6 separate regions of the Mus musculus genome follow, and all the other regions are linked to region 1. A link is a contact called in public HiChIP or PLAC-seq and promoter capture Hi-C data. All regions are on one chromosome and are shown on one strand. The core of a region is the stretch at or near the end of the contact, and the rest is flanking DNA. Distances in the headings are between cores, read along the strand shown. Region 1 holds the start of 3110021A11Rik (RIKEN cDNA 3110021A11 gene). Region 2 holds the start of Ccdc77 (coiled-coil domain containing 77). Region 3 holds the start of B4galnt3 (beta-1,4-N-acetyl-galactosaminyl transferase 3). Region 4 overlaps Ninj2 (ninjurin 2). Region 5 holds the start of Wnt5b (wingless-type MMTV integration site family, member 5B). Region 6 overlaps Erc1 (ELKS/RAB6-interacting/CAST family member 1).

What was found. Promoter capture Hi-C pulls out the DNA fragments that hold promoters and counts their contacts. HiChIP or PLAC-seq counts read pairs in DNA pulled down with a chosen protein or histone mark.
Region 2: a promoter capture Hi-C map of liver shows a contact between it and region 1, with 7 times the contacts expected there. The contact joins the promoter of Ccdc77 here to the promoter of 3110021A11Rik in region 1. A contact is called at or near these places in 18 of 39 promoter capture datasets (the 3T3-L1 cell line, 3T3-L1-derived adipocytes, the C10 cell line and 13 more), 1 of 15 datasets of contacts at CTCF or cohesin (the NIH/3T3 cell line), 4 of 484 Hi-C or Micro-C datasets (CD4 T cells, embryonic stem cells, hematopoietic stem and progenitor cells and 1 more), 14 of 115 datasets of contacts at active chromatin or transcription factors (astrocytes, bone marrow-derived macrophages, cardiomyocytes and 7 more) and 5 of 9 other capture datasets (adipose tissue, embryonic stem cells, embryonic tail and 2 more).
Region 3: an H3K4me3 HiChIP or PLAC-seq map of embryonic stem cells shows a contact between it and region 1, with 17 read pairs. The contact joins the promoter of B4galnt3 here to the promoter of 3110021A11Rik in region 1. A contact is called at or near these places in 15 of 39 promoter capture datasets (the 3T3-L1 cell line, the C10 cell line, the HPC-7 cell line and 7 more), 4 of 484 Hi-C or Micro-C datasets (bone marrow-derived macrophages and embryonic stem cells), 20 of 115 datasets of contacts at active chromatin or transcription factors (the 230-238 cell line, the NIH/3T3 cell line, astrocytes and 10 more) and 2 of 9 other capture datasets (embryonic stem cells and liver).
Region 4: a contact with region 1 is called in a FOXA1 HiChIP or PLAC-seq map of pancreatic cancer cells. The contact joins the enhancer-like site here to the promoter of 3110021A11Rik in region 1. A contact is called at or near these places in 2 of 39 promoter capture datasets (pre-B cells and stem cell-derived epiblast-like cells), 2 of 484 Hi-C or Micro-C datasets (embryonic stem cells and natural killer cells), 15 of 115 datasets of contacts at active chromatin or transcription factors (acute myeloid leukemia, bone marrow-derived macrophages, embryonic stem cells and 7 more) and 1 of 9 other capture datasets (liver).
Region 5: a contact with region 1 is called in an H3K4me3 HiChIP or PLAC-seq map of embryonic stem cells, with 21 read pairs. The contact joins the promoter of Wnt5b here to the promoter of 3110021A11Rik in region 1. A contact is called at or near these places in 4 of 39 promoter capture datasets (embryonic stem cells, liver and stem cell-derived epiblast-like cells), 4 of 484 Hi-C or Micro-C datasets (embryonic stem cells, nephron progenitors and uterus), 10 of 115 datasets of contacts at active chromatin or transcription factors (embryonic stem cells, forebrain, large pre-B cells and 2 more) and 3 of 9 other capture datasets (adipose tissue, embryonic stem cells and pancreatic islet).
Region 6: a promoter capture Hi-C map of neural stem cells shows a contact between it and region 1. The contact joins the enhancer-like site here to the promoter of 3110021A11Rik in region 1. A contact is called at or near these places in 1 of 39 promoter capture datasets (neural stem cells), 1 of 15 datasets of contacts at CTCF or cohesin (the NIH/3T3 cell line), 1 of 484 Hi-C or Micro-C datasets (female germline stem cells) and 5 of 115 datasets of contacts at active chromatin or transcription factors (embryonic midbrain, embryonic stem cells and forebrain).

What each region holds. Positions count from the first base shown.
Region 1 is chr6:119,846,336-119,849,923 of GRCm38.p6, forward strand. It overlaps 3110021A11Rik (RIKEN cDNA 3110021A11 gene), which reads left to right and starts at 1,858. Exons shown (of 1, transcript NR_030776.1): 1 at 1,858-2,694. Erc1 (ELKS/RAB6-interacting/CAST family member 1) reads right to left here and starts at 1,815. Exons shown (of 21, transcript NM_053204.2): 1 at 1,542-1,815.
Region 2 is chr6:120,355,832-120,359,419 of GRCm38.p6, forward strand. It overlaps Ccdc77 (coiled-coil domain containing 77), which reads right to left and starts at 1,536. Exons shown (of 12, transcript NM_001381936.1): 1 at 1,496-1,536.
Region 3 is chr6:120,293,227-120,296,814 of GRCm38.p6, forward strand. B4galnt3 (beta-1,4-N-acetyl-galactosaminyl transferase 3) reads right to left here and starts at 1,671. Exons shown (of 20, transcript NM_198884.2): 1 at 1,165-1,671. The coding sequence starts at 1,333.
Region 4 is chr6:120,170,822-120,174,409 of GRCm38.p6, forward strand. All of the region lies in intron 1 of Ninj2 (ninjurin 2), which reads left to right. Among named protein-coding and RNA genes, the nearest start is that of Gm25327, 29 kb to the left of the region's middle. Within about 2 kb of position 1,525, at least 33 of the 459 cell types and tissues checked have an H3K27ac peak or open chromatin away from gene starts, as enhancers often do. A contact at or near this core is called in bone marrow-derived macrophages and pancreatic cancer cells, where this site is marked.
Region 5 is chr6:119,542,476-119,546,063 of GRCm38.p6, forward strand. Wnt5b (wingless-type MMTV integration site family, member 5B) reads right to left here and starts at 1,872. Exons shown (of 5, transcript NM_009525.3): 1 at 1,506-1,872. Gm52875 reads left to right here. Exons shown (of 2, transcript XM_030255703.1): 2 at 772-1,872. The coding sequence starts at 1,073. The coding sequence ends at 1,789.
Region 6 is chr6:119,584,228-119,587,815 of GRCm38.p6, forward strand. The region is part of intron 20 of Erc1 (ELKS/RAB6-interacting/CAST family member 1); the gene reads right to left. Among named protein-coding and RNA genes, the nearest start is that of Wnt5b, 42 kb to the left of the region's middle. Within about 2 kb of position 1,929, at least 59 of the 459 cell types and tissues checked have an H3K27ac peak or open chromatin away from gene starts, as enhancers often do. A contact at or near this core is called in forebrain and neural stem cells, where this site is marked.

The DNA of each region.
Region 1 (3,588 bases), core at 608-3,107:
ACTTAGGTTTATTGTGGTAAAGAGTAAAATGCTGATGGACACTGTTCGCCTTAGTAATGTCTCCCAACAACGTACGATACATGTTCCCACAGGGTACCAGAACATTGTAAAATCCCTTGACTCTGACAATATTCCTTAGAAATGGAGGTACTTACGTAAAGAACAATTTCTATTTCATTTTTTAATATTTAGTAAAGACTGAAATAAAGCCAGGTGTGGTGGCACATGCCATTAACTCTAGCACTTGGGAGACAGAAGCAGGCCAGCCTGGTGGGCAGAGCGAGTTCTAAGATAGCCAGGGCTACACTGAGAAATCAGGTCTCGGAAAACAACAAAACCAAAGAAAAAGGGGGGGGGGGGGAGACAACAGTAAGTACACCTGAAAATAAAAAAATAAAATCGATCTTCAAGAAAGCCAGATCATGTCTAATCTCACACTTGGAAGGCTGAGACAGAAGAAGAATCGGAAAAATAGGGACATCCAGATAACTCAACAGAAAAAAGTGCTTATGTCACAAGTCTAATAACCAAAGTTTGATCCCAGCCATCCACAGTGGGAGAACCAAGTCCCAAAAGCTTTGACCTTTGACCTCAAAGAGGGAGGGAGTAATCTATCGTGTGTATGCCAGGCACACACACATAATGATTAAATAAACGCAAAATGTATCAAGGTCTATTGAAAAACAAGATGTAAGAGACAGTTGCACTTTAAACGCTTAAGCAATTTCATACAGTCATCTCCAACAGAACTGTTCACAGTTCGCTCAAAGCAATCAGCCACAACCACCTGCAACTATTACTCTGAGTCCAGGGCCTTTTCTTAACGGGTCAACTCAAAAATGAAAAATGGTACAAAGAGATCAAGCACAGGAGAGGGGGTTGAGGGGGGCAAGGAAAAGAAAAGGCTGATAGCACTTTTGAGGGGCTAAGAGTAATGAGACTCACTCCTTCATGGTTGGTTGCTATAGAATGAAGTTGTCTAAACACCAACATCTTCCTTCTTGTGTGTAAAAACCTCACTCACTCGCGCTCCCAATTTACCAACCCCAAGTCAACGCAAAGGGATTCTCTTCCCTCAGCGAATTCTACTCATCTGACCAAGAAAAGAACCAAAACCCTAGAGTGGCAATGTGAGATCTGCTGCAGTAGCCCCTCCAGCTACCTCCAAGGCGACATCCATGCCTCATTTTCCATCTGAAATACAACCTTTCCTCTTCTATCTAACCAGGTTCAAAATAATAAGATCATCTTAAACATTTTACATCCGATCCACCTTGGCCGCACCCCAACTCCAGGGCTCCCCAATAGCCCCACATCATGCCTCCCACCCTCGGCTCTCGGTGGGCCAGAAGCCCCCCACCTCCCACCTCCAGCAGCGATCCTTACCGCCAGCGCCTTCGCTCCCGCCCAATCCGGGAGCTCCGCAGGGCGCGGCCGCCGGTGGGCTCGGGTGCGCTGGGGCGGGGTCCGCCCTCCCGACCTCCCCATCCTCCTCCCCACCCCCGGCCCAAAAAGGAGGGGGAGGGGTCCCCAAGCCTCACCTACAGCTCCGCCCCTCCCCAGGGGCGCTCTGCCCTGCCCAGCCAGGGCCGGGAGCGCCGAGCCGGGTAGGAAACGACAAATGCCTCGGCGCCTGCGACCTCTGGGCAGATCGAGGTTCCGCCTGACGAGCGAGCCGCTGCCGACGCGGCCGCCTTACTCTCCTCAGGGCCGCCGCTGCTGCTGCGGTTGCTGCTACTGCTTCCCGGACAGCCTGCCGCCGACACTACCACAGCCGCCGCCGCCGCCGCCACCGCCACAGCACGACCGGCGCCCGCGACGTCACCACGCCCCGCCCCCCGCGCACACCTAGCCCCACCCCCTGTCGCCCGCGCGGCGCCCTCGCCCCGCCTCCCGCTCTCCCGGGCCGCTGGGCTTTCCCTCGTCCCACTGGGAAGCGCCCCGCTACGCCGCTCCACGGGACCGCGCGCCAGGATCGACAAGTGCGGCGCTCCGAGGCCGCGAAGGTAACTGGGTGCCGAGGCAGGGTTGCGCCACACGTAGCGCCGCCCCTCACACACACACCCACACCCACACCCACGGCCGAGCGTCCACCGGGAGCCCGGGCCGCGATATTGAGCGAGGAAGGTGCGGACGAGGAGGGGCGGCGTTTGTCTCCTCCTGCTTGCCGTAGGACGTGGACTGCTGGAAGCCCCAGGAGTGGAGTGGCCTTTCCCAAACCTGGAGTCGCCCCGCCCCTTCCTTGGCAAGCCCGTTACCCGAACCCTGGGACGGCCGCCACCTTAGGAAATAAATAGCTCAGGGCTTGTCATTAGAGCCACGGCTGCCTGGACACCCTTTGTCCAAGAGAAGTTAGCTTCTCTCACCCTTGGCTTTTGCGCTGTGAGGCTGTGGAAGGCAATAATACTCTTGAGTCATCTGGGCTGTCCAAGCGGTCATGGCAAAAGACCCTCGCCTCAGTAGGTGGCTTTTTTTGCAAGGATCATTCCAGGGAGGAAGAGTGTGGGCGGAACCTGATGTCCACATGCAGTGTACTGTGCCAAATGCTTCACCGCGTTACCTTTTTTATTTAGCCCTCACACCAAGCAAGGCGAACTACAAAGCAGCTGCTACCTTATTTTAGACAGCCCAGTTTTCTGCTGCTGAATTTCAACCTTTGCCTTTTGTCAAGAGCAAGCCAAAAAAAAAAAAAAAAAAAAAATACGGAGGTGGGGGCAACACATAGTTACTAATCTTAAAAATGTAGATAAGCTATCTCTAAGCCGAAAATCCAAGGGTGGTGTGAATTACACTCATCCCCATACTCACAGCGCTTATTAAGCTAATTTGAAATGCCTTTGAGATGAGAGGAGCTAAGACTCACCGGTTTACTCATCCCTAACCTCCCACCATCATAATTAACCGGCTTACACTCTTCCTAATCCCATTAACATCTTCCCCCATCCTGTAGTATTCACGTTCATCCACCAAACTATATTTTGTCCTTTCCAGATTCTCTAATTGTTCCCTTCCAAAATGCACTTGGGTCATTACAGCTCCTTGGGCACACTAAACTGATTCCCCTTCAGTACATCTAACATATGACAGCCAATTGTTAGAGAGTGTGCAGCTAAACGGGACTATTCAGCAGCCAGAAAAGAATCTTCAAAGATTTCGTTTCTGGGGCTGGGAAGATGACTTAGTGGATACGAGCATTTGCTCTACAAGCAGGAGAACCTAAGTTTGAATCCCCAGCACCCACATAAAACCCAGGCATGGCTTCAAGTATCTGTAACACCAGCACTGCAGAAGGAGGACAGATTGATCCCAAAAGATGAGCTTCTGATGCAGTGAAAGACCCTGTCTCAAGGCAACAAGGCAGAGGGCAATAGAGGAAGACACCTGATGTCATACTCTGGTTCCTTACACACACACACAGAGAGAGAGAGAGAGAGAGAGAGAGAGAGAGAGAGAGAGAGAGAGAGAGAGAGAAATTGAGAAATTGAGATTTCATTTCTTAGATATCTAGGTACTCACCCATTCAAGCCATTCTTTATGGGCTGTTTTTCCAGATACTTCTCTGTATAATAAGTAAAGAGGCGCTTGCCT
Region 2 (3,588 bases), core at 286-2,785, 510 kb after region 1:
TAATGATTTAAGGGAAAGGTTAGGCCATACTTTTCTAGATTCTCATATCCAGCCTGAGTTCCAGGACAACCAGCATTATATAGTGATAGATACCTTGTTCCAAAAAAAACAAAACAAACAAACAAACAAAACAAAACAAAAAAATCACAAGCTGACAAGTGGCTACTTACAGACACGAACATTAAATAAAGCCTAGAATTCAGAACTTTCTATTTTAGAGCCTAACCTCTCTTCCCTGACTTATTTTTATCTCTTTCCCCAGATATACCCTGTTTTTATAAAATGTTTTTTTTGTTTGTTTTTTTGGACAGGATCTCACTACGGCTGGCTTGGAACTATGTAAACCAGGCTGGTCTAAAACTTACAGAGATTGCCTGCCTCTGGCTCCCGAGCACTGGGATTAAAAGCTTATACACCACGCCAGAGGCACATAATGTTCTTGGTTCTATGCCTTTGCTCATGAGCTTCCTGGCAGTTCAATTATAACTCCTTCCACAACTCTAGTAAATTCACTTAATCAAGTGTATTCTGCATGTAAAATTCATCTTAAATACTATTTCTTCCATCTCTTTCTTGAGTTTTTCCATTCAAGACGATCTAGAAAGCCAATTGTAGTGGCATCTGTCATTAAAAGCTAGCACTGGGAAGATCACCCAACATTGAGGGCAGCCTAGGGTACAGAGTTGAATTCCAGGCAAGCCCGGAACAGAGCAAGGTCTTGTCTCAAATAAACAACAGAAAAACCATAAACTGATTGTGTACTTGTACTCCCAACACTCAGAAGACCGAGACAAGAGTATAATGCCAAGAGTTTGAGACCAGTCTGGTACATATAGTGAACTGCAAGCCCACGTGGGCTGCAGAGTAAGATTCCCGAATCAAAAAACAAAAACGAATAATTAAAAAAATTTAAAAGCTTTTTTTCCCCCCTCACTGATAAATGCCTGTATTTGCAGTTTTACTATGATAACCTATCTTCCAGGCAGACAGAAGCCATCTTAATCCTACCTTGCAAGGCAGGAATGCCTCTATTTATATAAAAGGTGATGGGTTTCTGTTTTGTAGGTGTAAGAGATCGAATTGAGGGCACAGGCGTGCTAAGCAAACACTCTACATATTGGCCACAACCCCGTCCCTAAAAAGTCGTATTTACCCGCATAACCACTTTCTGAAGTATTTTTATTATCCCTTATTTTTCAAACGAGGAAATCGAAGCTTAAGCAAGTGGGAGGAAGACGGAGACGGAACTCCGTCCATCTCAGGACGTCTGGATCCTGTTCTCTGGCAAGTTCATACAGTTCTTGAGCAGATCTTTGCTCAGTCATTCTTAAAGCTCTCCGCGTCCCGGAAACTTCTCTTTTTACAGACAATCTTTCCTTGACTGGCCCTAGGTTTAGTCTCCTGTAGCTCCCTTCCGCACTGATTACTAAGGCTTTTATCCCACCATATTTACTCCCCAAAAAACTTTCACCCTTTCCCTGAAATCCACACTCACCAAGTGCTAACCCCTGGCGTCCAACAACGCAACCGAAAAACAACTCAAATCAGCGAGCATCTACAAAATCCTACCAATCGCTCACGAGCTCAGGCGGCCTTTTAGGTTGCACACCAATAGGACGGTTGTTCACCCAGCAGTACTTCCCATCTTGCCTTGCGCCTCACCGGCAGAGGTTCCTGGGAAGTGTAGTTTCTCTTCTGCACACAGCATTGCGCAAAGACAGAATGCGTGTGGAGGGGGGAGGTAAGTATCCCTTGGCTGTTAGAACTCGTTTTGACAACTCAGTCTAAACTCACTTAACTATTTTCCTTTAATGAAACCTGTTGCATAAATGACATACATAATCACGAGAACTCCTCGGAGAGTTTAGTACACATTATCATTTGTTTCGAGTGAGCCTTTAGTTTGTTTCAAGTGAGCCTAAGAAACGTTCTACAAATCCTACGGAGTTGTAAAAGCCTGTAATCCCAATTCCTGAGAAGGGACATAAAAAGGATCAGGAGTTTGAGGGGAGGGGAGGGGAGGGGAGGGGAGGGGAGGGGAGGGGAGGGGAGGGGAGGGGAGGAGAGGAGAGGAGAGGAGAGGAGGAGACAGAGTTTTCTATGCCTTAGCTTAGATGTAATTAAAGAGGGATGGTTGTGAGCCACCATATGGGTGTGAGGAACCAAACCAGGACTCACTATGTATCCAGTTTAGCTTGGATCTTGCTGTGTAGAAGCCTCAGAGATCCTCCTGCATCTACCCTCAAATTCTGGGACTCAGGCATAAGCCCAGTGTATGGGAGGCAGGGGCAGCCAGCTGGGTCTACACAGCAAGTTCTAGGGCAGAACTACACCCTTAAACAAACAACAAACAAAACAAACACACAGAGAGGTATTATAGCTCATCACCTCTGACTCCAAACACATTTTAATGGCTCTTTGCTTGTTTGCTCAGTCATTGGATTCACCCTGCGACTGAACTAAGGCTTCAGGAATCATGGTCCTGCCGGGCGTGGTGGCACATGCCTTTAATCCCAGCACTCGGGAGGCAGAGGCAGGCCTCAGATTTCTGAGTTCGAGGCCAGCCTGGTCTACAAAGTGAGTTCCAGGATAGCCAGGGCTATACAGAGAAACCCTGTCTCAACAAAACAAAACAAAACAAAACAAAACAAAACAAAACAAAACCAAAAAAGGAATCATGGTTACTTAATGGTAAACAAGTATTCTACCACTGAACTATACTTCTCACCCAAGCCTGACTCCAAGAATTTCCCAGGGACTAACCAAAATAGAATAACAAAGAAGGAAAAACTATAAACTTTCTCTTTATCCTTTCCTATGACATGAATAGGAAAACCAATGATATTTGAAATATCATATTGAAAAAATTGTGTACACTTATCAGTGAGCCACTGAAGTTGACATAGGCATAAAAGCTTCAATTTTCAAGCTTTCCAAATTTTAAAGTAATGCTACTATGCATTGCAGAATTGATCCTTTCTTGTGTAACTTCCTTTTATATATCCTCTTTTGTTGCTGAGACAGGGTTCCCCAACTAGTGTTGGGTTTAGAGGCATGAGCCACCACCCTCAGCTCTTCATATATCCTCCTGATGTTTAAATGAGACTGACTAGACATAACATTTGAATATGTAATCCCTTGACTGGAGACAAGTCCCAGTCTTTTGACCTCCTATTGTGGGCAGTAGGCACATACATACCTGCAGACAAAACACTCATGAAGTAAATCTAAAATTTTAATATTATGGTATAAATTATAGCATAAATACTATTTTTAAAAGCATGGTTCAGCCGGGTGTGGTGGCGCACGCCTTTGATCCCAGCACTCGGGAGGCAGAGGCAGGCGGATTTCTGAGTTCAAGGCCAGCCTGGTCTACAGTGTGAGTTCCAGGACAGCCAGGGCTACACAGAGAAACCCTGTCTCGAAAAAACCAAAAAAAAAAAAAAAAAAAAAAAAAAAAAAGCATGGTTCATTCCTTCCTATATATTTCCAATTTTTAGAGGAATCTATTATATATATATACACACACACACACACATACACACATTGTTGCTGACTTCAGACACACCAGAAGAGTGCATTGGATCC
Region 3 (3,588 bases), core at 421-2,920, 450 kb after region 1:
CAACTGAGAGGGACCCTGGAGACCATGTAGGCAGGATTCCTCTTGCCTCTTGATCTCTAGCTACAGCCATAGCTTGATCCCTTGTAACAGCATCTTCTAGTTCACAGCCAGAATTGTGTCCACAGCCATAGAGAGGTAGGGCTATAAGAGTACATCTCCAAACCGATCCTGCTTAGTTACTGACTAGGACACTCATTTCTTCTTCTGAGCCACAAAAGATAAACCATCACATCCAGCTAAGAGAAAAACTGTTGGCCAAAAAAATCTACCAGGAGGGTAGTCTTTGAGTTTCTTAAAGCAGGAAAGTGAGACCCAGTGAGAAGATGAAGTAGAACTTCCCCCCACACCCCCCCCCCTCAAGGCTGGAGAAGAGCACCTGACCCTTCTCGAAACTTCTCCACTCCTTTCTGGCTACTAGATGACTTTTAATTTTATTAAGCCTATCAAAAGTATACTGAAAGTCACTGTGGGTAATAATCATATCCATTGAAGAGGGGATAGGCCATTTCCTCCCCTTTTCCTAAGCAGAAACTTGAGTGCTTTGATGAAATAAAAATACAAGTAGGAATTTACTCATGGCAGGGTCGCCTTGGGCGGGGTCTGGGGAGTTTGTTAGATCTGTGGGTATTGCGGAGAGTGTGAAAACACTGGAGGAGGCAGTCTGGACCAGCAGAGAACCACGCATTCAGGAGGTGGGACTCTTGGAAAAAGAGGCGCACGCAAGGCGGGAAGGCCAGGCGTCTCTCTCGGAGGTGCTTTTTGAAAAGGAACCCCCGAAAGCTCGGCTGGAGGGGAAACAGCGAGCCAACCACTCCAGCAAGCCGAGGGCAAAGTTGGGGAGGCTCTGATCGCAGCGTGTGGCCGAGTGCGCCGCAGCCCCAGAGCCCGCGCTCGCAAACAGCTCTGTCCCGCGAGGCTGTGGCTCCCGCACGGTGGAAGGCGCCCCAATCCTCCACCAGCGCTCCGGATGTCCTGAGAGCGTCCCGGCTCCACTCTGTCCTGAGTGGGCAGGCCAGGATCAGCGACCCACAGTGGCCTCGACAAGCCCAGGTCCCCAGGAAAGCGCGGGGCGGCGCCGGCACCTGGAATCAGCTCGGAGAGGCGGGTCCCCGCCCGGAGCGCCCGCCCACCTCCGCCACCTCCTCGCCCCCCGGCGCTACTTACTGTGGTTCAGGGGGTTCCCGCCGGCCTGGGCCGACGCCACCAGCTCCAGATACAGAGTCCAGAGTCCCACCGATACTACGGCGAGCAGCAGCAGCAGCCGGAAGCGCCTCCTCAGCAGCTTGATCGGGCGCAGGAGCAGCATCAGCAACGCGGCGCGGGGGCTCCCCATGGCGCTTCGCCCAGCCTGCCGCTCCAGCACCCGCTACCCACCCGTCGTTCCGGCCCGGCTCCGCCGCTCAGCGCGGCGCACAGCCAGTCTCCCCGGGTCGCTCTCCAGCGGGCCGACTGCTCATGCTCGACGCGTTGGGGTGATCCTGGGCTGCGCGGGTGCCTCGCAGGTCGTTCTCCGGCCGCGGAGCCGGGCTCCTCCTCCCCAAGTGTCCGCTCCACGCCTCTCCTCGTCGCAGGCCCGCCACCTCCCTCCCTCTCTTCTTTCTCACTCCAGCGCTCTGCCCAGGAGGCTCTCCTAGTTGCCCTCCGGCCCCTGCGCTTGCTTGCTGCAGTTAGGGCGCTTTCTCTCAGCTCCGAGCATTACCTTACTCCCTACCTGTCCCGCCCACGCCTTGGCCCCGCCCCCAGGCGCAGGTGGGCCCCGCCCCCTAGAGAATGAGGGAAGGGGAGAGGTGGGGCCAGAGAGAGCTGGTCCCTGGCGTACTCACCGGCTTGGAGTTATGTGGGAGGGTGTGTGGGGTGATGATGAGGGATATGGGACTGAAAGAAGATGCGAGCTAAGACATGGACTCTGTGAACCAAGAAAACCCAGTCACCGTCAAGATATTCGAAGGCGCTCTTTCGAAGCTTGCTGTGGGGCTGAGACACATTTTTTTTAAGTGACCTCTGTGACTTTGGCCTCAGGACCTTTCTCTACCTAGAAAGACCCTAGTCACAATTAACTGACACTTCATTCAATCTTAACTGTCTTCCAAGTCAAATTTGAATACCGTTTTTTCCCTGGCGCAACTACAACTGAAAGGCACCAGGGGAGCCTTTACAAGGAGTTTCTCCAGTTTTAGGTGTTTTGGGTGAAAGATTGTTGGAGATTAAAAAAAAAAAAAAAATGGAGGGGCCACTCAAGAGCAGACCAAATGCTTAGCATTCAGGAGGCCCTGGGTTCCATCCCAGAACCATGAAAGAACTAGGGAAATGGAAAGGGGGTCTGGCAGAACTGTAGAGATGGCTCATCTATTAAGAGTGCATGGTCTGGGTCTGGAGAGATGAGATGGCTCAGTGATTAAGCATCTTCCAGGGGTCCTGAGTTCAATTCCCAGCAACCACATGGTGGCCCTCAGCCATCTGTAATGGGATCTGATGCCCTCTTCTGGTGCGTCTGAAGACAGTTACAGTGTACGTACGCATAAACAAATAAATCTCAAAAAAAGAAAAGAGAAAAGAGTGTATGATGCTCTTCTTCAGGGCCTGAGGTGGGTTCCCCAAACCCATTAATTCCAACTTCCTCTTCTAGCTTCTGCTCCAGCCTCCACTCACATGAATATACCCACACAAAGAGGCACACATGTACATTTGAGAAATAAAATATTTTAAAAAGAAAGAAAAAATGAAAAGGAGAGGCACATCTTCCTTAAGCTGCCCGTACCACAGGTGGATTCGCGCTATTTCCTTCCGAGTCTCTTCTTTTCTCCCAACTCTCATGCCACATAAAAGGTCTTCTTTTATGATTATAGAAGCTTTGAAAGAAAGGTCAAGGCAAGCTTTTTAAAGTCAGCCAAGGTCAGCACAGAGACAAAAGAAATCTAGGGGTAGAGACTGCAGAAGAGAAGAGTGATCTGGCGTACATACCAATTGTAGGAGAAATGTTTAGCATACACAAAGCCTTGGTTTTGATTTCCAGTGTAGGTGAGTGCAGCCGCATGTATACGCGCCCCCATCTCAAAAAAATCCTTAAGAGAAGAGGAAGAGGGGAAAGAGACTGATAGAATACACATTACATGATAACAGAAGGAACCTGAGGGAGGAAGGCAGTCAGTAACAGAGGGGTAAGAAGTGATGAAAAGGCTGTGTGGGAGAGGGCTGAACAAGAACATAATGAAGTGTGTGAGTGTGCGCATGCATGCGCATGTGTGTAAAACTACCATAAGAAAACTCGGGAACTGGAGAGATGGCTCAGCTGTTACGAGCACTGACTGCTCATCCAAAGGTTCTGAGTTCAAATCCCAGCAACCACATGGTGGCTCACAACCATCCATAATGAGATCTGACACCCTCTTCTGGGGTGTCTAAAGACAGCTACAGTGTACTTACGTATAATAATGAATAAATCTTTAAAAAAAAGAAAAAGAAAACTCAACATTTGGTATACTAAACTCTAAAAAAGTAATTTTTAAAAAAAAAGATCTATTTATTTATTATGCAGACAGTAGTCTGCCTGCATGTATGCCTGCTTGCCAGAAGAGGGCACCAGATTTC
Region 4 (3,588 bases), core at 275-2,774, 320 kb after region 1:
TTTTTTTTTTTCCCCACCAAGTGTTGGGATTGTAGGTGTTGCCGCCATGTCCACCTTATGCAAGGCAGAGGGTTGAACCCAGTACCTAGTGTGTGCTAGACAAATACGTACCATCGGAGCTACATCCCAGCCTGGTTCTCCCCCGCCCTTTTTTTTAATTGGAAAATAACTGTTATGTTTATGTATGTAGGTATTTATTTTGTTTGCTTGGTGGGTGTCAGAAGTCCATGACTGTGCGTGTAGAGGGTAAGATGGTTGGTCTCTCTCCACAGAAAGGTTCTGGGAAGCCAACGCAGGTCAGCAGACTTGGTGGAATGAGCTCAACTTTTACCCACTGAGCCATCTTGCTGGATCCTTCTTCTCCTTGATTATGTCTATAAGGACAAGGATTGCTTTTTTTTTTTTTTCTTTAAAAAAAAATCTATTCCAGCTGGGTGTGGTGGCGTACGCCTTTAATCCCAGCACTCGGGAGGCAGAGGCAGGTGGATTTCTGAGTTTGAGGCCAGCCTGGTCTACAGAGTGAGTTCCAGGACAGCCAGGGCTACACAGAGAAACCTTGTCTCGAAAAAACATAAACAAAGCAAACAAACAAACAAAAAAATCTATTCCAGAATCTTCTTCAAAATCATTATGAAGTCAAGCTCTCCTTGAAATCATAGTGCTCCTTCTGCCTCAGCCTCCCAGATTGCTGGGATAACAAGTGTGGCTCACTGGACACGTTTTCCTTCCTTGAGTGGATACCCAGGAATGGTCACCCATGTGAATCCCTTTGAGGAAGTGCGGCCTGTCTTCCATGGAGCAGTTAAGGAAGACATGCAACCCTGTGCTCTCTGTGTGCATCCTCAGAGAGGCATGTGCACCCGCCCGCACCCACGCAGCCCCACACGCACACATCCATATACCATGCACACAAAGAAAGGGAAAGGAGGCGCTGAAAACCCATACCTAAGCCCGATGTGGTAAAGCTGGGGATATCAAACAGGGATGTCAAAAGGAGATCGGGCATGATGGAGCAAAGATATAGACTGATAGTACACCATGACATTTCACTAGGCTGAGAGGAACATACCTGTAATGGAGAATTGTGTGTTCAGTGTGCTGGTAAAACAACTCCTCCCCCAAATGCATCCTAAGTCTAACGCCGGTCTAGATCTAGCCGGTGGGCACAGGCAACACAGCCAGCAGAGGAGCAGTGAGCTTCTGTGGGTTGGGATTCAGGAGTGGCTCTGCCTTTGAAGCCCACGGGATTGCATTCAGGACGTCAGCCAGACCCAGACCCTCGAAAGGGGCCACTTTTCTGCTTGCTCACTCAAGTCTGAACCAGTGCTCCATACCTGCAGTCCCCCTCACTCCTGAGGCAGGAGGATTGCTTCCCAGGAGTTTGAGGCAGCTTGGCCAACAAAGCTAAACTCTGTTTCCAAAAAGAGAAAAGGAAGACCCGTGCACAAAGCTGGCAGGTTGGCCAAGGAGTGCTGCTTCCTGTTCAAGGTTCAGTCTCTTGCCATTTCCATAGGATGCTAGGCTGATGACGTGGCAGCTGGTTCCCAGGGCGAGGAATTCAAAAGACAGCAAAACGGGAACAATGCCTCCTATGACACTGCCCTGAAAACTGCACAACACCAGAAATACAGCATTCCTGTTGGTTGAGCAGATGAGCCAGACCCAGTGTGGGAAGGGACAGAATAGGGTGTGAACACCAGGAGGTCATTTTGCAGGCTAAATACCTCACCATGAGTGGCTCTACAGGACAAGTGGCTTGACTTGTGTAACACATAAATTGCAAGGTAGGCTAGGAGGAATTGAGACATATTTACCGACTGTAGTGTGGGTGAACGGGATAGAGCTCGATTACATGAGACAGGATGTAAATGTTCACATGAGACAGCCATCGTGAACATTTTTAGGAGTTATTCTTCTTTAGTGTGGGCTGAATTTACTCCCCTCATCCCAAGTAGAGTGTAAATATAGGGAAGTAATTTTACAGTGGAGAGGAATGACGTCATGACCTGGTTTGTGTTGCTGTCACAAAATGTCCTGTGCTGGGTACTTGATAAAGAAGAGTGGTTGCCTATGTCTATGGTTGCACATGCCTCTAACCCTAGAACTTTGGCAGTAGAGGTAGCAGAATCAGGAGTTCAAAGTCAGCCTGGCTACTCAGTGAGTCTGAAGCCTACCTGAGCTACATGAAACCCTGTCTTGAAAAAGAAAGAAAGAAAGAAAGAAAGAGAGAGAGAGAGAGAGAGAGAGAGAGAGAGAGAGAGAGAAAGGAAAGAAGAAAGAAAGAAAGAAAGAAAGAAAGAAAGAAAGAAAGAAAGAAAGAAAGAAAGAAAGAAAGGAAGAAAGGAAGAAAGGAAGAGATAGAGAGAGACAGAGAAAGAAAGGAAGGAGGGAGGGAGGGAAGAAGGAAGAAGGAAGGAAGGAAGGAAGGAAAGAAGGAAGGAAGAAAAGAAAGAAAGAAAGAAAGAAAGAAAGAAAGAAAGAAAGAAAGAAAGAGAGAGAGAGAAAGAGAGAGAGAGAAAGGAGTTTAACTCTAATCTGTAAATATGTAAAGGCACGGCATTGACTTGGCTTCTGCTGAGGGACTCATGGTAGGTAGGTAGCACCATGTGGCAAGAAAGCACACAAGACAGAGGGAAAAGAAAGAGCGTCACACAGTGAGAGCGGAAGGGAGCAAGACAAGCCAGGCTTGCTCTTTCATAACGACTTGTCTCTCCAGCTTATTTATCTATTGAGTTATTTATTGAGAAAGGGTTTTGTTTTAAAGTGCAGGCTGATGTCAAGTTCATAATCCTTCTGCCTCAGCCTCCCAAGTGCTGGCACTGTAGACGTGCACCTCCACATCTGCCTCAAAATTAATTTTTCTTTTAGAGCTCCAAGTCAAGAACCTGGCTGCAGGCCTCTAATCTGAGCTGCCGGAGAGACAGGGTCAGGGAGCAAGGAGTGTGAGACAAGCCTGAGCGAAACGACACGGTGCGACTGATCCCATCTTAAACAGAACAGACAGATATAATCGATCATGAATCCAGGAGTGAATCGCTGTGCTTCAGCAAGTATTGTCTCCCTAAGGATCTGGACCCAGGAGCCAGAATGCCTGATAGTGTTGTCCTGTTGTTCAGGACCATTTTGTTGGATATTCCTGAGGTGAGTCAGAGTAGCTGGGTGTGACAATGTAGCATGGAATCCCCGACATTAGAGAGGCTAAAGATTTCAAGTTTGAAGCTAGCCTGAGTAACTCAGTAAAACTGTCTCAAATCCAAAACAAGACTGGGGTTGTAGCTCAGGGATAGAGCGTTCTCCTGACAGCCCACAGCCCTGGCTTCCATCCTCAGGACTGGAGAGGCAGATCAGCAGTGAATGCCCTGAGCTCCAGTGGCACTTCCTCCCAATAACCCAGGACACTAGTGTGGTTTCATGACAACACAGTATCTGTATGGTCAGAGCATCCCAGTGACAGAGAACCTGACGGTTACCGAGGCTCACACATCTTCTATTGCCCGATAAGTGGTAAAGCTGAATTTGACCCCCTGCTTTGATTTCAAAGTCCACATCTTTCATTGGTTACAGATTAACCGAAGTTCATCACTAATG
Region 5 (3,588 bases), core at 622-3,121, 300 kb before region 1:
TGAGTTTGAGGTTAGTCTGGTCTACAGAGTGATCACACTAGGAAACGATGTGAAACAACAACAAAAAGCTCAAAGACGATGTCTGTCACAGCCGCTCATGGTGTCTGCCACCTGCGCTTGTTGGTTAGGAGCCCTGGCTTCCCGTACAATTCCCTTCTTGGGCACCTGCCCTTCAACATCTTATGAAGACACAACGCTGCCTTCCTCCTCAGGACACTGGCCCCCAGTGTCTCTGGGCATTGTTTTTTGCCCCTCCTCCTTGCTAGTTATAGCTACCAATCATGTGTCAAAGAGAGATGTGATACTATTTTGAAATAAAAGGAAACCATCCTGCAGCCTTCCCCACCCAGCCTTGCACCAAGGTGGGGTTTTTACTAGGTCAGGCCTGTGGCTGCTGGACCTGAGATCAGGGCCATCTCCAGCCTGGGCCTGAGATCAGGGCCTCATCTTTGATAAATAGGCAGGCTCTCCTCCGGAATGAATCCACGCAGGAACAGTGGCTCAGGGGAAGATGGTCCAGCTTTCTGGGAGTGTACCTACTACTCGGGCCTGTGCTGTCTGGCCAGTCACAAAAGAGAAACCCTAATATGTCCACATGGACCTGCCTAAGTGCTGATCTCTGGCAAGGAGTGAGCCCCTGCTTGCTTGCTATCTCTGTTCCTATATTGACAGCCAGAACACCAAAGTTCTGGCAAATGGGAGCCTTTCTCTGAGGTGGCCTGAGTAGTTGAGGAGACTGCTAACTTGACCCTGGGTCTTTTTTTCTTCCAGGTACCAGGCTGAAACTGCTCAAGGTGGCAGCTGCTGAAAGCTTTGCCAACGTGGCCTGGCAGTGCAAAAGCATTGAAAAGGGACCTTGGTTATGGGGACAAACGTTTCCTCCTCCATCGATTCACTGTGCAACTCACCCTGGGCTTGAGCCACTTCAGTTTCTCTGCCTGCAAAACAGAACCGATCGTTCTAGAAGCAAAGTGAGCAGTGTTCAACAATGACTTGTGAGGATGCAAATACCCAAGAAAGTTGGGTCTGACCAGAGTGTTGGGCCAGATACCCTCTGAGGCGCCCCGCGAGGATGGACAGAGAGATGCAGAGGAGCAGTCGAGAACCAGACAGCACCACGTCTCCAGTGTGTGACCCGCGGTGGCCTGGGACAGGAACTTGGGCTAAAGTCATCCCTTCGCAGTACCTGTCGGAGACACTCCGCGCCGTTCGTCGCGCGCAAAACTGCAGCTGGGCCCCGGCGAGCCAGGAAAAGCGGAGCAGCTCCGGGTTCCCCGCTTCGCGGAGGCGACGCGCAGCGCCCCGGGGGCCAGTCCCGCTCCGGGCCAGGCGCCGTACGAGCGCAGAGCCCCTGGACGCTCGCGCCCCACCTGCCCGCGCCAGGCACCCGCGCGCGGCCCCAGCTTTGTTCGCAACGGCCCGCGGAGCCCGTCGCCGCGCGCCCCTTTCCCGCCACCTGGCCACACAGCGCCCTCGGCCGGCGCGGGGCCGACTCCCGAGCTTACCTGCGGGGGCTGCGGCGTCGGGTCGTCCACGGGACGGGGCAGCCTCGGCTCAGCGCGCGGGCCGCTCGCGCAGCCGCCCCGCACTCCTCATCCGCGGCCGGAGCCTGCCCGCCCGGAGTGCCCGGTCCGCCCTGATGGGCGCTGGGCGCCCGGAGCTCCGACTCGGCCGCAGGCTGCGCGGTCTCGGGGTCCGGGGAGACGCGTTGTCCCCACCGTCCCTTCAGGCGCCGCTAGCGCCACCGGCCTGGAGCGCGGGACCCCGAGAAGTTTCGGCCCCGACTTAGCGGCACCGTTGGCGGCCACGGCTCGAGTGCAGCGCCGGCGCGGGGCGCGCGATCCCGGGGCTCCGCCGCCTGCGCCCCGCCCCGCCCCGCGCCGCCTCCCCGCCCCCCGCAGCCCGCGGCCGCGCGCGACGCCCAGCTCCGGAGGGCTCCTCCCCGGAGCCGGACCGGCCCCCGCACCTGCCTTCCGCGCCCCTCCGCGCCCACTGTCCCGCAGACTCTGCGGGGACAGAGCACTGCAACCGCGCGTGGACGTGGAGCGCGGACGCGTGACTCACCTTTTGGTGACACCCTTTGGAGTCCGGAGCTGCGAAGCGACCCGGGAGCTATTTCCACTCTGCAAACCCCGGTCCGGACCCACACAGGCAGGTCTCAGACTGGGACTCTGATGCCTGGATTGTTCTAGCGGGAAAGGCTTCTGTCAGGACTTAGGGCCCAGTTAGTCTCCGGATAAACATGAGGCACATAAAAGGACCCTACCGTTAGTAGCCTGCAAAGGTCACTAGAGGCCAGTGTTTGGCCTTAGCTCAGGGCAGAATTTAAACACTTTTATGGCGGTTCCTATAGTCTGTTAGTCTGTTTCCTCACAGAACACCACAGTGAGCTGCCCAAGGAACCGGAAAAGGTGAAAGGAATTAGAAGAGGCTTTGGGGAGTCCAGGCCTCCAGCTGGTGGCAGAACCCTGTTCCAGATCCTGGTTACATGGTGCCCACCACGAGCACATGATCTGAATCCATTCTGCAGGTTGTGAGTTTGTCACCCTGCTAAAGAAATTCCCTCGAAATTCAGTTCGGTGAGGGGAAGGAACCAGCAGTAATAATCAAAGACACTGTACTTTTGACCTAGAAACCAAAGAAGGGGACAGAATCCCCCTTCTGGGCATTAAAAAGACAAGGAACTCATCACACTGAGGAGGTGTAAGGAGCTGTTGTTCTCAGGGGTCACAATAGGAAGAGTTAAGGGATATTTTCATCAAATGATCCCTTAATTGGAAAGAAAGGCTCTTGGAATTGGGGTGGCAGCAGCCCAGGTACTCCGGGACTTTTCTCACTTGGAAGTGAGCGTGGTTTACAAGATCTGGTCCAGCCAGTAAATCAATGCCTTATGATAATTATAGGACCCTGCCCTCTCAGGGAGTCCAGTTCAAGGGCTTTATCCTTGGGGACACATGGGACAAGGGGAGAGCCATCTAAAACAAGCACAAAATCTCTGAGTTGGCTTTGTCAGTTTATAATTGGCTCCAGTATTTCCCTCTAGTGAATCATTCGTTCTGGGCTTCTGGCTTTGTGGAAGTTTCAGGGAAAACCTGGAGGTTGTAATCACTCCAGAAGGCCACCTGGGAACAAAACCTGAATGCTGCCTGGGGTTCAATCCGTGAGCTCTCACCATCCGGAAGTTTAAAGTCTAGAGAAACAGGATGTGGGGAGGTGGACCCCTAGAATGCTCATGCTCGCCCAGGGTCATTTTGCTCTGCCTGCCCCTCGCTGACAGCGTGAGAGAAGCAACTCAGCCAGCAGCCAGCACATCCCTCCTTCCCTCCTTTGTCCAAGATACATCAGATAGTGGCCCTGTGGGAAGCCCTTGCTCAGCTAAGATGCATATCATGAGCAGGCTGCATAGCCTGGGCCGTGAGCTAGCGAGGTCTATACAGAACCTGTGCTCCAGAGGCTGGCAAGAAGGTCTGCTTTAGATTGATTGGCAATCTGGCAGGATCTAGTATTGCCTTGGAGACAAATTTCTGGGCATGTCTTTGGATGATTTTTCTAGGCTGGTTAGTTGAGGGGAAAGATGCCCACTAAATG
Region 6 (3,588 bases), core at 679-3,178, 260 kb before region 1:
GTCAGAGCTGTAAAACTAATGAGGGTGGTGGCCCGGAAGTGGTGGGTCAAGTAGAAATTGCCCTGTCTTGGCTACACTTTCTAGCTCCATAACCCAAACCAGCAGCAGTTTAGGAATTATGGAGACACAAAATGAGCTTCCCAGTTTCAATTTCTCAAACATATGGAATAAACTGCAATGTATTTTGCTACTTTGCTATTCTGAACAGACCATAAAGCTTACCAGATTGGGGGCACCTCAGAGCACAGTGATTTCTCAATTAGGAAGCCATTTCCTACAGGAATCTGGTCACTGTTTTCACACTGTAGGATTTACTAGCATTGATGGCAAGGAAAGCTACAGATTAATCTCGAAGACTTTTACAGCTTCCCCACCCACAGGTTAAAAATGACACCCTTTCCCTGCCCCGCAAAGTACTAGTTATGCATTGAGATGAAGGAATGTCTGCCTTCTCCTTCCTCATACAGAAACAGCAAGTACTTCATGCTGTGAAGCATGAAAATCATGTAATTCCAGGATCATCTCCAGGATTTTTATTCTTAGAACACAATATTTGTTAATCATGTACTGGATGAATGCTTTTCAAGGTTAGATTGCCATTATTTGTATAATTTGGTTTCAAAGGTTGAAAAGAAATTAAGGACCAGGGCACTTGCCTAGCACGCCCAAGGCCCTGGGTTCCATTTAAAGGTTCATCCTCCCCCAAGTCAAACCTAAGACCAAATAAAGAGCTCCTCTGTCACAGCACTGAAAACACAGCAGCCCTGAGTCATGAGTGAAATCAAACACTGAGGAGTCAAACTCTGGATCTCCCGGTCTCTGTCCCTTTCCTGTCCTTCCCACCCTACCGGAGCCAGGCAAACATCTAATCACAAAAGTAAGAGGCTTATACATGTTGGAGTCAAAGCATAGTGATTCTGAAATCTCAACTTACAGCCTAGAGGGAGCATGGTGATCCCTGGTTCCAGACTCTACCTTACAGGTGAGACAAAGGCCTGAAGCGGTATGGTGGAAGGGTGCTAGGCTGGTGAACATACTCACTCCAGGAAACTTAGCATGCATCACCCAGAGGCCAGCCTGGGTCAGAAGTCAGACCTACAGTTTCCAGATGCATGCACACTCTATCTGCAAGTGTTGCTAAGATACTAAATGTCTTACTCTCTGACCTACTTAGAGCCAGACACGTCTAAAATGCTTTCCTGTCTAGGACATTTGTCCCTAGGTGAGATAATCTGTGTCCCCTCTGTGATACTGTGCCACTAACAACTCCCAGGTCCGTCTCTCTCATGGGAGTCTGTCTTGCTAGAGTGCTCTCTTCTGAATGTGTGTAGAGACCGAGACGACAGGAGGAGCACAGCAACACTCATGACTAAGAAAGAGAAAACTGGGAAAAGAAGAAACTCCACAGAGTATTCGCACTGCTTGGCTGGTGTCCTATGCACTCATTTTGAAGGGCCAAGAGAATGGGAATCACTTCCTATAAAGGTAGGTCCCTAGAACACTCAAGGAACTGTGGCATACTGTCACCTTCGAACAACAAGCCAGTCGGCCCTGGTGGCGTACTGAACAGAAGCATCGTCCTGAGGCAAGGGGCAGACAGTCACAAGGACATGTTGCAAAACGTGACATCTGTTTTATATGGGCTTGCAGTGGCATGGCCTAAACAAACACTGCCAACTATCTAGAATTCTAAAAGTCTTGTTTGGCAGTACCTCAGATTGTCTTTCAATCATCTGCTAAGTGAAATGAACTGAGACTTGCACACCATTTTCAAAATGTAAGGAAACCTGCCTCCTGCTAAAGACATCTATCACAACAATAGTAATATTCTGGGGAGCACAGACCCAGGCAGGGTGGCTGGCCAGCCCCATGTGTTTAGTTTGGCTCACAGAAACAAAGACTGTCAAAAGGGAAAGGATGAAGCCTCCCCTCCTGCCCCTCCCCCCAAACCAAACAATGGATTAGGAAATCCAATGCTGAAGCTGCCAGGGTGGTAAGAATAAGGCCTTGTTGCAGCTGAGCTGTAAGTGCAGAACCCATGAGGCCCACTCCATGTCCAGCTGATGTCTCTGGCCAAGTGAAGGGAAGAGAGAGGGGAGTGTTGCAGCCACTGTGGCATGTGCACAACACACCTAGTCCCAGAACTGTGCTTCCCAACATGTGGGATCCCACGTTAGTGTCAGTGATAGGCAAAGACTGAAAAGGCTCCCGTGGTCACCCTGCTGAGTTTCCCTCTAATTTTAGTGCAAGCCTGATATATTATCCCAATGGCTACTCCTAGAGAAAGTGACATGATGATCCTTTAGTGGGGTACAAACTCCTGGTTCAGTAAAACAGAATCATGGGAGGTGTCTATAATGACCAACCTTTGTTGTCAGGAGGGTTTTCTAAGTGGTCCCTGAATGAACATGGCCATTCATGGATGATCATGTATAGTGGTGAGACATAAGTATCACACACTGATAGAGAATGCCTGTGTCTGACTCAGCTGGCACGGAGATAGATGTGGGTAGGGTTGCATGTTACTAATTTTTGCATGTGGAAGGGAAGAAAGTATGGGATATGATTTGAAAGCTCCTTAAGGGGCTGAAAGAAAAATATTCCTATAATCTCTTAAATCTCAGACTTTTGAAGTTTTGTCACAGGTCAAGAAAGATAGGATAGAAACTCCAGGGATAGTTCCAGTCTAATCTGGCTCAATGAATACTTAAGGCTCTCCATGCTATGAGCACACTTCCCTGAGAAACATGATGAAGCCACGGCATTCAGACCTCCAGCATACTCACAGAGCTTTGGCCTAACCCGAGAAGACAATGCAAGCATGTGTAGGAGAACAGACATAGCTTTTCTTCTACAGTCTCCTTCTAGGGAGCCAGACACAGAGAAGGTGTGCTTGGCCTTCATGAGAAGTGCAGGGAGGGATTCAGCTGCATAGGCAAGGGGAGACTGGGAAACCCTGGAATTATCCTTCTGCATGTAACCTTAGTAGGCCAGTCCAAACAAACCAGAGCCCAGATAAGGCTGCATGTGGCCCTGAGCAATTATCCCCAGTGTCTGTGGACCACCGCCTATGGCTGCATGACACTTCATAGGACTTACGGCAGAACACCAGGGTCCTTCTGTCCCATAGGGAACAAGTGAAGGGGTTAAATAAACTCTCCAATTCTCCTTATTATTCATCCACTCTCCCCTTGTCTCTAGAAGGACCCACAGGCTTGGGTGGTGCACTCAACTGCAGCACCCTGAGACACACTCAGCCTGAGCTGGCACTGACTACACCAGCAGCATCATGACAAGAAGTTCTGCATTTCAAAGTGCCAGTTTCTGCTGGAGTTGACACACTGGGAGGATTTACTTCCTAGGCTGCAAGGAGCAGTAGTGGCCAATACATGAGCCAGGAGCCTCATTTGCCACCTGGCTTTCCCATCCTGGATGAGGCATTTCACCTCTTTGGTTTCAGCTGTCTGGAGACAGGTGCTCTTCAAATTCTTTCTAGACTTTATGATATCTGACTAAGCAAAGCCCACTGCTGGTTTGCCTTATCAAATGAGTCAAAGGATGAGACCCAGCTGGAAGCCACAAGCTTTT